Linked DNA regions of Callithrix jacchus: region 2 is linked to region 1. A link is a contact called in public Hi-C data. All regions are on one chromosome and are shown on one strand. The core of a region is the stretch at or near the end of the contact, and the rest is flanking DNA. Distances in the headings are between cores, read along the strand shown.

Region 1 (5,524 bases), core at 1,284-3,783:
GGCATGTGCCTGTAGTCCCAGCTACTCGGGAGGCTGAGGCAGGAGAATTGCTTGAACCCAGGAGGCAGAGGTTATGGTGAGCCGAGATCGTGCCATTGCACTCCGGCCTGGTTAACAAGAGCGAAACTCCAACTCAAAAAAATAAAAATAAAAAAATAAATGAGGGTGATCATGGTAGAAATGGAAACAAAACTACATGTGCATATTCAAAATATGTAAATTATGACAAAAATCAAAAACAACCTAAACCTCGAATCATGGATACATTAAATTATGGCATACTCCAAAACAGAATATTATCCGGCCATTGAAAATGATCACTTTTATTTGAATGATTTTAAATGATGCTGAGAAAAAAAAGCTCAAATGTGTGGCGTGAAAATATCAGAATATGCAATTACAGAACTTGAATCCAAATACACAAAAATTACAATTAAATCTTCTGTGTCTTGGTGACCATATCTCATGGAAATATCTTTTTTTTTTTTTTTTAGATGGAGTTTCACTCTTGTTACCCAGGCTGGAGTGCAGTGGCGCTATCTCGGCTCACCGCAACCTCCGCCTCCTGGGTTCAGGCAATTCTCCTGCCTCAGCCTCCTGAGTAGCTGGGACTACAGGCACGCGCCACCATGCCCAGCGAATTTTTTGTATTTTTAGTAGAGATGGGGTTTCACCATGTTGACCAGGATGGTCTCGATCTCTCACGAAAATATCTAAATGGATTTCATCAGATATAAAGGATAGATCTGGGATCTTCTGACCTAAAATTGAGGTTTGTGGCACATAAGAAATTCACTCCAGGATGCCCTGCCTAATAAAGATGGAATCATCCTTTGGAGCATGGGGGTGGGAGAAGGGGCCCACTGGACCCTTGGAAAGAAAAGTCATGCCTTGCAGCTTAAAAATTATGAAGAGAGGCCAAGCGTGCTGGCTCACATCTGTAATCCTAGCACTTTGAAAGACCGAGGCTGGTGGATCACTTGAGATCAGGAGTTCGAGACCAACCCGGGCAACATGGTGAAACCCCATCTCTACTAAAAATACAAAAAAATAGCTGGGTGTGGTGACGCATGCCTGTAATCCCAGCTACCTGAGAGGCTGAGGCAGGAAAATCACTTGAACCCAGGAGGCAGAGGTTGCGGTGAGCTGGGATCGCACCTCTGCACTTTCATTCTATCAGCCTGGGTGATAGAATGAGACTTGGTCTCCAAAAAACGTAACAAAACAAAATAAAACAAAAGTGAAGAAGAAAACAAATTCTTGTTCCAACATAAGCCCTAAGTGGAAAATCGCAAATGTAGACGTTTTGAAATGCAGGCACATGGCTAAGTAGTAAACCCAACGGTGAGCAGGGGCCAACCCTGGTTATTGGTTCTCCCACGTAATACCAAGGTGGCAGAAAAAGCAATGGAGAAATTGCCCCGACATGTTCGTCCCTGTGGCCCGTGGGATTATGGGAGCTTTTTGTTTTCTTCTTCACACACCATTACGCTGTCCAGGTAGGTATGCCCTTTATAATTAGAATGAACATTGACATAAATGGGGACTTACATCTCACGTTTGAGCCTTTTCCCACTCTTTGTGTCTAAGAATCTCTAGACACAAAATCATTGGACGGACTTCCGAGTTCAATGATGCCAAAGGCAGTATGTACAGGCACACTGGGCACACAGTAGTGATGGGCATCATGGCAGATGCTGTCTGCTGCCTATCCCACAGCCATTCCTCCTTCTCTCTTTCCAAACAACCAGCATTTTGGGATGCAAAGGGCTCAGCTCCTGGGCGCTGAGTCTAATTGGTACAAACAAGTTACAGCGATCCCATCATCCTTGCCAGTGATTGGTCCGGGAAGAGTCATATGACCTTGACTGGCCAATGAGCCAAGTAAGGGGAGTGTGCAGGTCAGGGAAGGATTTGAAAGGCAGAAGTGGAGGTGGAGAGGACCCCGTGCGCCGCGGGCTCTGTCCAGAGCCAGTTGTTCATGGGAGGTGCATGTTTGGAGCCATAGCAGCCATGCTGGGGCCATGAAGGGGGACTTGGCTTAGATCTACAAAGGGCCTGGTCCTGGTGACACCGCTGAGCTGTGGCCTGGCACCCTGGACTGCCTGAATGTCGCTGTTTTAAGCCACCACAGCTCAGGTCAGATTTCCCGCCACTTGTAGCCACAGTAAAGGCAATGGCCTGATAACGCTGCTCTCTCAGGACTGCTGATGCCTCCACCTGGGAGATGCTTGCGGGCGGGGAGCGTCCGTACGGAACCCCGGGTTAACCCCAGGCGGCTTCACCTCCTGCCCAGGAGCCAAGCTGACCTTTGCCACTGTAACAAGCAAGCATAGTCACTCCCTGTGCACCAGGACTCAGCAGACGGGAGCTCTCCCCAGATATCCGGAAGATCCGGCAATGGACCTTCCCCTGGGAGAGAGGCTGAAACGCGATGCCCCACCAGTGGCCCACCCCAGTCACAACCCGTTGGCAGGACCATGGTTACCTCGATCTGGGGCAGGAAGGTGTGAAGGGAAGGCAGGTCCGGCAGGCTGGCAGTGACCTCCAAGAGCCGCTGGGCCAGGGCCCTCCACAGCTGCAGATCCTGCAGAGGCCGCTGGAAATGCTGCCACAGCTCCACCCCGGCAGCATTGCGCAGCCTGGCACTCTTCCCCTTCAGGCTGTGAGGACCGTGGAGGGAGAAAATGAGGGAGGAGAGAGAGTGGCTTCAGTCCAGGGGTGGGGCCTCTGCTGAGACCCTCAAAAGGCCCAGTGTGTGCTGCTCGCTGCTCCCAGGGTGGGCTCTCTCCTATCTCAGTTGCTGGGGGTGTCTGCAGTAGTAGTTACAAGATGTAGTTGGAAGGAACTTTGGTTAATATCACTATGAAAAAGCATCAGTTGCAGGCCTGGGGTCTTCCTGAGAACAGACACTGGGGCTCCCTGGGACCTGTAGGCTCTTATATAATTTGCATGCATGGGCAGGATACGGTGGCTCACACCTGTACTCCTAGCGCTTTGGGAGGCCAAAGCAGGAGGATCACTTGAGGCCAGGAGTATGAGACCAGCCTGGGCAACATAGCAAGACCCCATCTCTACAAAAAATATTTTAAAATTAGCTGGGCATCATGGTGCATGCCTGTAGTCCTAGCTACTCGGGAGGCTGGGGTAAGAGGATTGCTTGAGCCAAGGCGTTTGAGGTTGCAGTGAGCTCTGATTGCACCACTGCACTCCAACCTAGGTGTCAAAGCGACACCTGTCTCCAGATAAATACATACATAAATAAGAGGAATAAGTGTTCTCTGATTCTATAGTAGTTATAAAGAGCTGGGAGTTTGGAGCCAGCTATGGGACCTTAAGGGGCTCAACATTAATAAGTCTTAGCTTTCTTGCCTCTGAAAAGGGCACCCCTCTCATACAATCATTCTAAGTGTTACATGAGGTGACACATGGAGACATTATTCTTCCAGTCACGGAAGAAAATTAATTCAGACTGGCCTTCCCACTGAGTACAAAAACAAAAGACAAAAAAAAATTGCCTGATCAAAGTTTTAAAAAACAAATAATAGAAATGTGAGTCTAACAGCCAAAGCTACTTCGACCCTGAGGACATTTGCCAATCTGGAAGAAAGAGCTGCAAAACTGATTTAGGGCTTTGGCAGCCTCTCAGGAGAGGGGCCTATCAAAGACAGGCAGATTCTGAAAACCGCGCCTCACGTGAAGCTGGCATCGCAAAGGTCATGCCTTCAGGATGAAAGTGCACTGCAAGCCAGTCAAACAGACCAGGGAACTACAGGCCCTGAGGATAAATCATGGAGACCCTAGACCAGTCCTGCCTGCCCCCAGGCACCTGGAAGAAGCAAACCAAACCCTTTCTTAAATAAGATACCGTCATCCTAGGCCCATTTAATTTCTACAGATAATTTTTCAAATAGAATGTCCAGCACCAAGTCATAGGTAACCAGTACCCGAAACCTCGGTAAGAGAAACCAGAGGGAGAGGAAGACCCTTAGCCACTCTGTCTCCCTGCCCGCTTCGTGCACAGGAAATCCAACCCCCAAGCCCAGCCCTACCCCTACCTTAGCATCCCACAGGGGATCCAGGCCACTGCCCCTATTTTATAGATGTGGGCCTGAGCATGCTGTGGGATGAGAGACACACAGCAAAGGTGGGAGCTCCTGGTACCAGGCAAAGATAGGAGATGCCCGACAGCCACGGGGAAAGTTGTGCTATGTTCAGAACACCTCTGAGGCTCATGCAGCAAAGACAGGTAACAGATTTCAAATCAACACTTTGCTCGGTTCTGCACAGAGAGGATACAGAGTGGCCTGAAGGGTCTTTAGACTGAAGACCCTTTGCTGAAGGCAAAGACAGAGTGGCCAAGGGTCTTCCTCTCCCTCTGGTTTCTCTTACCGAGGTTTCAGGTACTGGTTACCTATGACTTGGTACTGGACATTCTATTTGAAAAATTATCTGTAGATGTTAAATGGAAGCTGGAGGCCTTGCTGTGCCTGAGCCCAGGGGCTGCGGGGCAGGTGGAGGCTGATCTGGAGACACTCAGATGTTGAAGTCAGCGTCAGAAGGCAGGGGGATGGAAAATTGAAAGCCCTCCCTTTGGGCCATCACCGCTCCCCAATGCTAATCTGCATAAAGAGTCATGACCGGATGGGTGGCTGGGCCACTAGCCTGGATAAATGCAAGTTCAGGCCTCTTTCTTCGAGCAAATGCAAAACAGTCAAACAGGACAGTGTCTGAGCCAAGTGAGAACCTGTAAAAGCCCGTCACTGAGAGGTGCAGAGAATGATTTAGAAGTTCCTAGGCTGCAGGAGAAAGCAAGCCCGCCTTCTGGAGATGGGGAGACGTGGGTTCCAGCACACCCTGAGTCCCACCGCCCTCGGCCTTCCCAGATACCTCTGATACTCCCGGATGGCAGCCACGACGCTGTTGGACAGCGGCTGCAGGTCGTGGGGGAAGACCATGAGCTCCTTCAGCTGGGCCTGCAGCCGGGCTACCCGGGGCTCCTCCGAGGCCAGCGCTGCCTGTGTTGCCTGCAGCATACAACGACACAGCGGGGAGGGGGGATGAGGCTCCTTAACGGGATAAGTGTAGGGGAGTGAGTGTAGCCACTGAGGTTGGTTCAGGCTGGGAGGAAACTGTCAGCAAGAGCAGGAACTGGGGCCCCACTCAAGCTCAGCCCCCGCCCTCTCATCTCCAGTTCCATGACTTGGAACTCTGCTTTTACTGTCTGTTGCTGGGCTACAGTTCGGCTCTTTATTATCCCCTACCTCCCAGCATTGTCATGGCAATCACTAGCACCTAATGATACAAATAACTAATACTCAGGAGACACCAATGCCAGGCTGAGTGCCGTGGGTGTCCCATTTGTTTAAGCCTGAAAGGCTAGTCTGTGTCCCCATGTTATTTACACAGAAACTCGGGCTAAGGGCTCTCTGATAGTTGCAGAGTCTGTGGATGGTGGACCCGACATCATAGCAGGGCCTCTTCCTGCCTCTAACGGTGCTTTGTCAACCCGGCGATTATTCCA
Region 2 (6,269 bases), core at 1,648-4,147, 76 kb after region 1:
GGGTGGATCATGAGGTCAAGAGATCGAGACCATCCTGGTGGTCAACATGGTGAAACCACGTCTCTACTAAAAATACAAAAAATTAGCTGGGCACGGTGGCGTGTGCCTGTAATCCCAGCTACTCAGGAGGCTGAGGCAGAAGAATTGCCTGAACACAGGAGGCGGAGGTTGCGGTGAGCTGAGATCGCGCCATTGCACTCCAGCCTGGGTAATAAGAGCAAAACTTCGTCTCAAAAAAAAAAAAAGGAAAAAACGAAAATAGAAAACATATAAAATCATTCTGGAAGAGGCCTGTCATGTTTCTCCACCATTGGGAAGCCCAGTCTACTCTTTCTGCTTCTGTTGGAACCACCTTAAGTGTATGTGGGTTTTTTTTTTTTTAATAAAATGTTTTCTTTTGAGACCACTGTAAATTCACATGCAGCTGTAAGAAATCATACAGAGGTCCCCTCTATGCTTTACCCAGTTTCCCCCAGTGGCAGCGTCTTACAAAACAGTGGGACAGTATCATAGCTAGCATACTGACAGACACCATCGCCACACAAGATACTTCCATAACAAGGATCCCGCATGCTCTCCTCCCTCCTTCCCCATCCCCTCCTTCAACTCTGGCAGCCACTCCTCTGTTCTCCTATGATTTGGTCATTTCAAGAATGTGATAATCATGGAATCGCACAGTGGGACTGCCCTCATCCACTCAGTGTAGTTCTCCGGAGCGTCACCCAGGCTGGCTACTGTGTCGAGTCTGCGCCTTCTCATTGCTGAGCAGCAATCCACAGTGTCATGCATCAGGGGCTAGGTCACCATTCCCTTGTTGAAGGGCATCTGGGTTGTTCCCAGTTTTTGTCTATTATCAATGCATCTGCTATAAAGGTTTTGAACACACGTCTGTGTCAACATAAATCTTCACCTTTTAAGTTTCAGCTGTTGGATATAATACCCACTTACTAACTCACAGCATCGGATTTTTCCTACTTTTCCCTAATGATGAACACATCTAGTGATGTTTAAGTGTCCAACAGTTGCCTAGGACTGGCTCTTGAGTTGCAGAAATCTAACAAAAGCCAGTCACATGGTTCCTGCCATCAAGGAATGTACAGTCTGTTGGGGAAGCGACATTAAGACATGCAAATCATTCATGTAACTAAATAACGCTGCATATCATCAAATGTGAGACTGCATGGTACAAAACTGACTTGTAGAGGAATCCAGAGACAGGAGAGAGACGTGGAGGCATGCGTGTTTGGAGTTGTCCTCTAGATAAAATGAGTTGTGTGAGGTATCTCAAATGATGGAAATAATGATATTTTACATTTATTAAGGACTTACCTACCATCGGCCACACACTGTTCTAAGCCTTTACTTATATTATTAATTTAATCCTCATTCCCACCCTTCAGGATTGCTCCTATTATCATCCTGTTTTCTAAATGAGGGAAAAAGGTGAAAACTTGGCCATCACCACCCAGATATGACATGACTCACCTCGGGGACACACTCAGGAAGTCTCACCCCAGCACCCACACACTTCATCACTGTGGATTCTGTCTCATAGCAATAGTGGTCATGATTAAATTCCAATCTGTTTTTTAGGTTATATTTTCCATACACAGCATATACTGATTAGCTATGCTGATCCTTCTGTGGCAAGGTTATTGATAAATTCAAATAGTCAGCAAACAAACCAGCACCAGTGTTAGTAACAGGTGAGAAGTCGTGTGTGTGTGTGTGTGTGTGTGTGTGTAAAAAGCAAGCCTGAAGCCTCCAGTTATGTAGATTATCTGCATAGGCAGCAAAACACACACTCAAACATACACCACACACATCAAAGTTCCCAGCTCTGTATGATAAGGCACACAGAGACAGCTGAGCCCATTTCAGATAATGAATGTGGTTTTGTATTCTCTGAATTGTGACATACCAGGAAAGTCACTTCCACGTTCAGCTGCCTCCTCGGTTGCTAAACACACAAGATGTGTGCTTGCTCTTCACTCACAGAACTGATGGCTGCTCACTCTTGAGCTGTATCATTTGGTTAAAACAACAGCAAATTACGAACCTGGCATGTTTGCTTGTTTTTGTTTTGAAATATAAATGCAGCCTTAATAATGTCGGTGTTTCTAATGGTGGGGTGGGTGGCAGAGTGAAAAGCTCCCTGGATCAGCATCTTCTGACTTGCTGTCTCTCTGGGCTCTGCATTCCCCAGTCGGCTGGGCAGAGGTGAGCCATCTCATCTCCTCCTGTCTCCACATTTATAAAATGCGGCCAGTTCTTCCTGTTTTCCTTGTAAGAGCTGTCATGAGATTCACATAAAGATGATGAAATGCACAACAAACTTGAGGTTCTGTGCAAATGTGTACTCCCATGGTAAATTAAATCCTCCACTTACTCTGATTCCAAAGTATGCTTCACGACAGACACTAACTCAGGAAGAGGCGGTAAGGAAGACTTCCCACTAAGGAGGAAAATGAAGCTTTGCGTTTTTTTTTTTTTTTTAATCCCTAGAGACATGTTTTTGAAAATTCCTGAAGCATCCTCTCCTTGCTTTGACAAGGATGGCTGTTCTGAACATGTGATCACCTTAGAAGTGCTATGTGATAGGCAGAGTGCCCAGGAAGCCGGGAGGCTCTGAGCCCAGCCCTGGCAGACACGCAGAGGCGTGGCCTTGGCATCCTCTTTAGGGCACCGGAACCCATGAAGGGTATTGCACCATCCTCATCCATTCCCTGTAAGCCGTCGGCACTGGGCTCTTTGGGGAAGCCTCTATCCGAGTGGCAGGGGCTGGTACCAAATAGGTTCACATATCTTACAAAACCTGCTGCTCTTGATGACGGTTCTTGACAGCTCAGGACACTTCCCTAATAGAGAACATTGTTTCACTGTGGTAGTTCCGAAACCATAGAATCCTACTGCCAACAGCTGGCACTGAACACATGCAGAAGAAACGTTTTCCAACCGACTGCCACAAGTCCTTGCAACTGTAATAGCTGCAGCACCTGGCCTAAGGTTTCAAAGAATTTTTATCTTCAATTTCTTCTTTGAAGTTGTAGATTTGGTATACAGAGGAAACCTGCCAGTGTCACTAAATGTCCCTCCTGGTTAATTGGAAAGCCCTATTCAGCAGACAGAAGCAACTGCTATAAAGGCAAGAGAGAAGGTGGCACACACATCTTGGTGTCCTTGGGTATTTCAGAGGTCTCGGCTAGCACCATGCCGACGGGATGAGTGCACCAGCTTCGGCAGTCAAGCTTGTCATCATCCAAACGGAAATGTTTGTGCAAAATGACTGGACTCCATCTGCTCTGTTCACCAACTACAGAGATGGCCTACAACAAAGTTCACACAGAGACAAAAATGACAGATTTACTGGCCCAACTCCAACGTGTTGCAGAGCCCCTTAGAGGCTCAGTGAAGTGCCCAAGGTCAGCAAACACTGATTGCATCAGCCCACACTGTTTACCCCCATTACCAAATCCAAGAGACCCTGTGCCCTTACTTGGCTTCTCTCTGTGGCTTTTTTTTTTTTTAAAGAGACAGTCTTGTTCTGTTGCCCAGGCTGGAGTGCAGTGGTACAATCATAGTTCACTGCTGTCTAAAACTCCTGGGCCAAAGTCATCCTCCCACCTCAGCCTCTCAAGTGGCTAGGACTATAGGCACACACCACTGTGTCCAACTAACTTTTACAACTTTTTCTAGAGATGGGGCCTATGATGCCCAGGCTAGTCTAGAACACATGGCCTCAAGCAATCCTCCTGCCTCAGCCTCCCAAAGTGCTGGGACTACAAGAGCCCCAAGCCCAGGCCCTCTGTGGCTTCTGGTAACTGCCTCTTCCCTGAAGCATTTGCTCCCAATTCTCCCCATGGCCTGTCCTTCCCCAGCTACAGGCCTTCTCCAGGCTTTCTTCTCTACACTCCTTCTTGCCCTCCCTCCCCAAATCTCCTTTGTCAATAAATCCAGACCTGCAGAGGCAATAATCTGCATACTCTCTCCCTTTATTTCACACATAACCTGATGATTTAGATGTTCCTGAGGCACCTGGAAATAGAAATGCTCAAAAGTAATACATGACCCTACCTTTCCAATCTTCCTTCCCCCTCCCTGTATTCCCTGAATCAGCAAGTGTAGTCCGTGGCTAAGCAAAACCCTGGGAATAAACCTGAATCTTTCCTTCTTCCTCCCACAGTCAGCCAGTCACCAGACACTGCCATCCTTACCTTCCAAGAACTCAGCTTGATGCGGTGCCCTTCCCCCATGCCTCCCACCCCAAAGGTTAAATCTGATGACCCTAAGTGGCCCTGGCAGCTCGGGCACCTACAATCCATCCTCAACTCTCCTGCAAAGGTGATCTCTCAAGCCCTCCACAGCTTACACTCCTCCTGGGACCTTCCCGCATCCAGAGGAGAGCCTAAGGCCTTGCCATCTGTCCTTACCTCAGCTATGTCCAATCCTGTACTTCTCAAGAAATGGCCTGGCATTTCCCCAGCAGGCCCAGGGGCCTTTTGCCTTTGCCCTGGTTGCTCCCTCTTCCTGGAATGTCCCTCCCGTTTATATAGAGGCACTTTACTCTTTCAAAACTCAGCTCAAGGGTCACTCCTCTACTGAGCTTTCCGCATCCCTTAGCGCTCACTGAGCTTTTCCCAGAGCCCCATTCCCCTCTCCAGTTCTCATGTTTCATTCTTGCATCTGTCCCCATCACAGGACTGAGAGGATTTGGGAGCTTCTGACTCCACTCTGTATCCTGTTTAGTGCAGAGCCTGTGGACATATCACTGAATGTTTCTCTACCTCCTGTGGCACCTGTGGTCAATATGATGAGTTCCACACCATTTGGGATTTATATAATGTAGTCTTTATACAAGAATTATGTATTGAACATATAGTAAGTCCCAGGGATGGCACTAGGGCACCAGGTTACAAAAATGAATCCTACCCAACTAGAAGCTGATGGCCTAGTGTGTGTGGGGTGGTGGGGAGGGGGGGAGGAATAAATCGACAAAATGACAATGCATACACTCCCTGCAGGAATTCTGGTCCCCAAGCACTGTGAAGCAGGGCTGGGCAGTAGGATGAGTGAGGTGGTTGTACTCTTTGATGCCGCTTTGTGTCCTGGGCTGACGTCAGCATTTGCAGAACCAACTTATGGACAGCCCTTTGTGACCTATCGTCAGCTGAGCTCTCATCAAGCCCACTTGGTGTATAGTTAGAAAAATTCAACTTTACACCAATATTATTCAGTCCCTCACCACCTAATGAAATGTACTAGGTATTTCCAAGGGGTCTTCCATGAACTGTGATGTACATAACAGAATGTTTACCTGGCATAAAGGAGTATTCTTTTTTTTAACATAACCTTAAGCTGTGTGTGTATGTGTGTGTTTGTATGTGTGTGTGTGTGCGCAGTTGTTATTGGCAAGCTAAAATAAACTGCGTGTGTTTGTATGTGTGCGCAGTTGTTATTGGCAAGCTAAAATAAACTGTGTGTGTGTGTTTGTATGTGTGTGTGTGTGCGCAGTTGTTATTGGCAAGCTAAAATAAACTGCGTGTGTTTGTATGTGTGCGCAGTTGTTATTGGCAAGCTAAAATAAACTGTGTGTGTGTGTGTGTATGTGTGTGTGCGCAGTTGTTATTGGCAAGCTAAAATAAACTGCATGTGTGTGTTTGTGTGTGTGTGTGCGCAGTTGTTATTGGCAAGCTAAAATAAACTGCGTGTGTGTGTGTTTGTGTGTGCGCAGTTATTGGCAAGCTAAAATAAACTGCATGTGTGTGTTTGTGTGTGCGCAGTTATTGGCAAGCTAAAATAAACTGCGTGTGTGTGTGTGTGTATGTGTGTGTGCACAGTTGTTATTGGCAAGCTAAAATAAACTGCGTGTGTATTTGTGTGTGTGTGCGTTGTTATTGGCAAGCTAAAATAAACTGTGTGTTTGTATGTGTGTGTGTGCGTAGTTATTGGCAAGCTAAAATAAACTGCGTGTGTGTTTGTGTTTGTGTGTGCGCAGTTGTTATTGGCAAGCTAAAATAAACTGTGTGTGTGTGTGTGTGCGCAGTTGTTATTGGCAAGCTAAAATAAATGTGTGTGTGTGTGTGCGCAGTTGTTATTGGCAAGCTAAAATAAACTGCATGTGTGTGTGTTTGTGTGTATGTATGTGTGTGCGCAGTTGTTATTGGCAAGCTAAAATAAACTGCGCGTGTGTGTATGTGTGTGCAGTTGTTATTGGCAAGCTAAAATAAACTGCATGTGTGTGTGTTTGTGTGTATGTGTGTGTGTGTGCA

What was found. A called contact is a pair of places that touch in the nucleus more often than the background predicts.
Region 2: a Hi-C map of induced pluripotent stem cells shows a contact between it and region 1, with 2.3 times the contacts expected there. The contact joins two enhancer-like sites. A contact is called at or near these places in 2 of 3 Hi-C or Micro-C datasets (induced pluripotent stem cells and skeletal muscle).

Annotation. Positions count from the first base shown.
Region 1 is chr8:130,247,623-130,253,146 of calJac240_pri, forward strand. It overlaps SYNE3 (spectrin repeat containing nuclear envelope family member 3), which reads right to left. Exons shown (of 21, transcript XM_078335710.1): 10 at 4,891-5,027; 11 at 2,489-2,663. Among named protein-coding and RNA genes, the nearest start is that of SYNE3, 87 kb to the right of the region's middle. Within about 2 kb of position 2,534, at least 2 of the 16 cell types and tissues checked have an H3K27ac peak or open chromatin away from gene starts, as enhancers often do.
Region 2 is chr8:130,322,919-130,329,187 of calJac240_pri, forward strand. SYNE3 (spectrin repeat containing nuclear envelope family member 3) reads right to left here. Exons shown (of 21, transcript XM_078335710.1): 4 at 1-3,326. Among named protein-coding and RNA genes, the nearest start is that of SYNE3, 11 kb to the right of the region's middle. Within about 2 kb of position 2,898, at least 7 of the 16 cell types and tissues checked have an H3K27ac peak or open chromatin away from gene starts, as enhancers often do.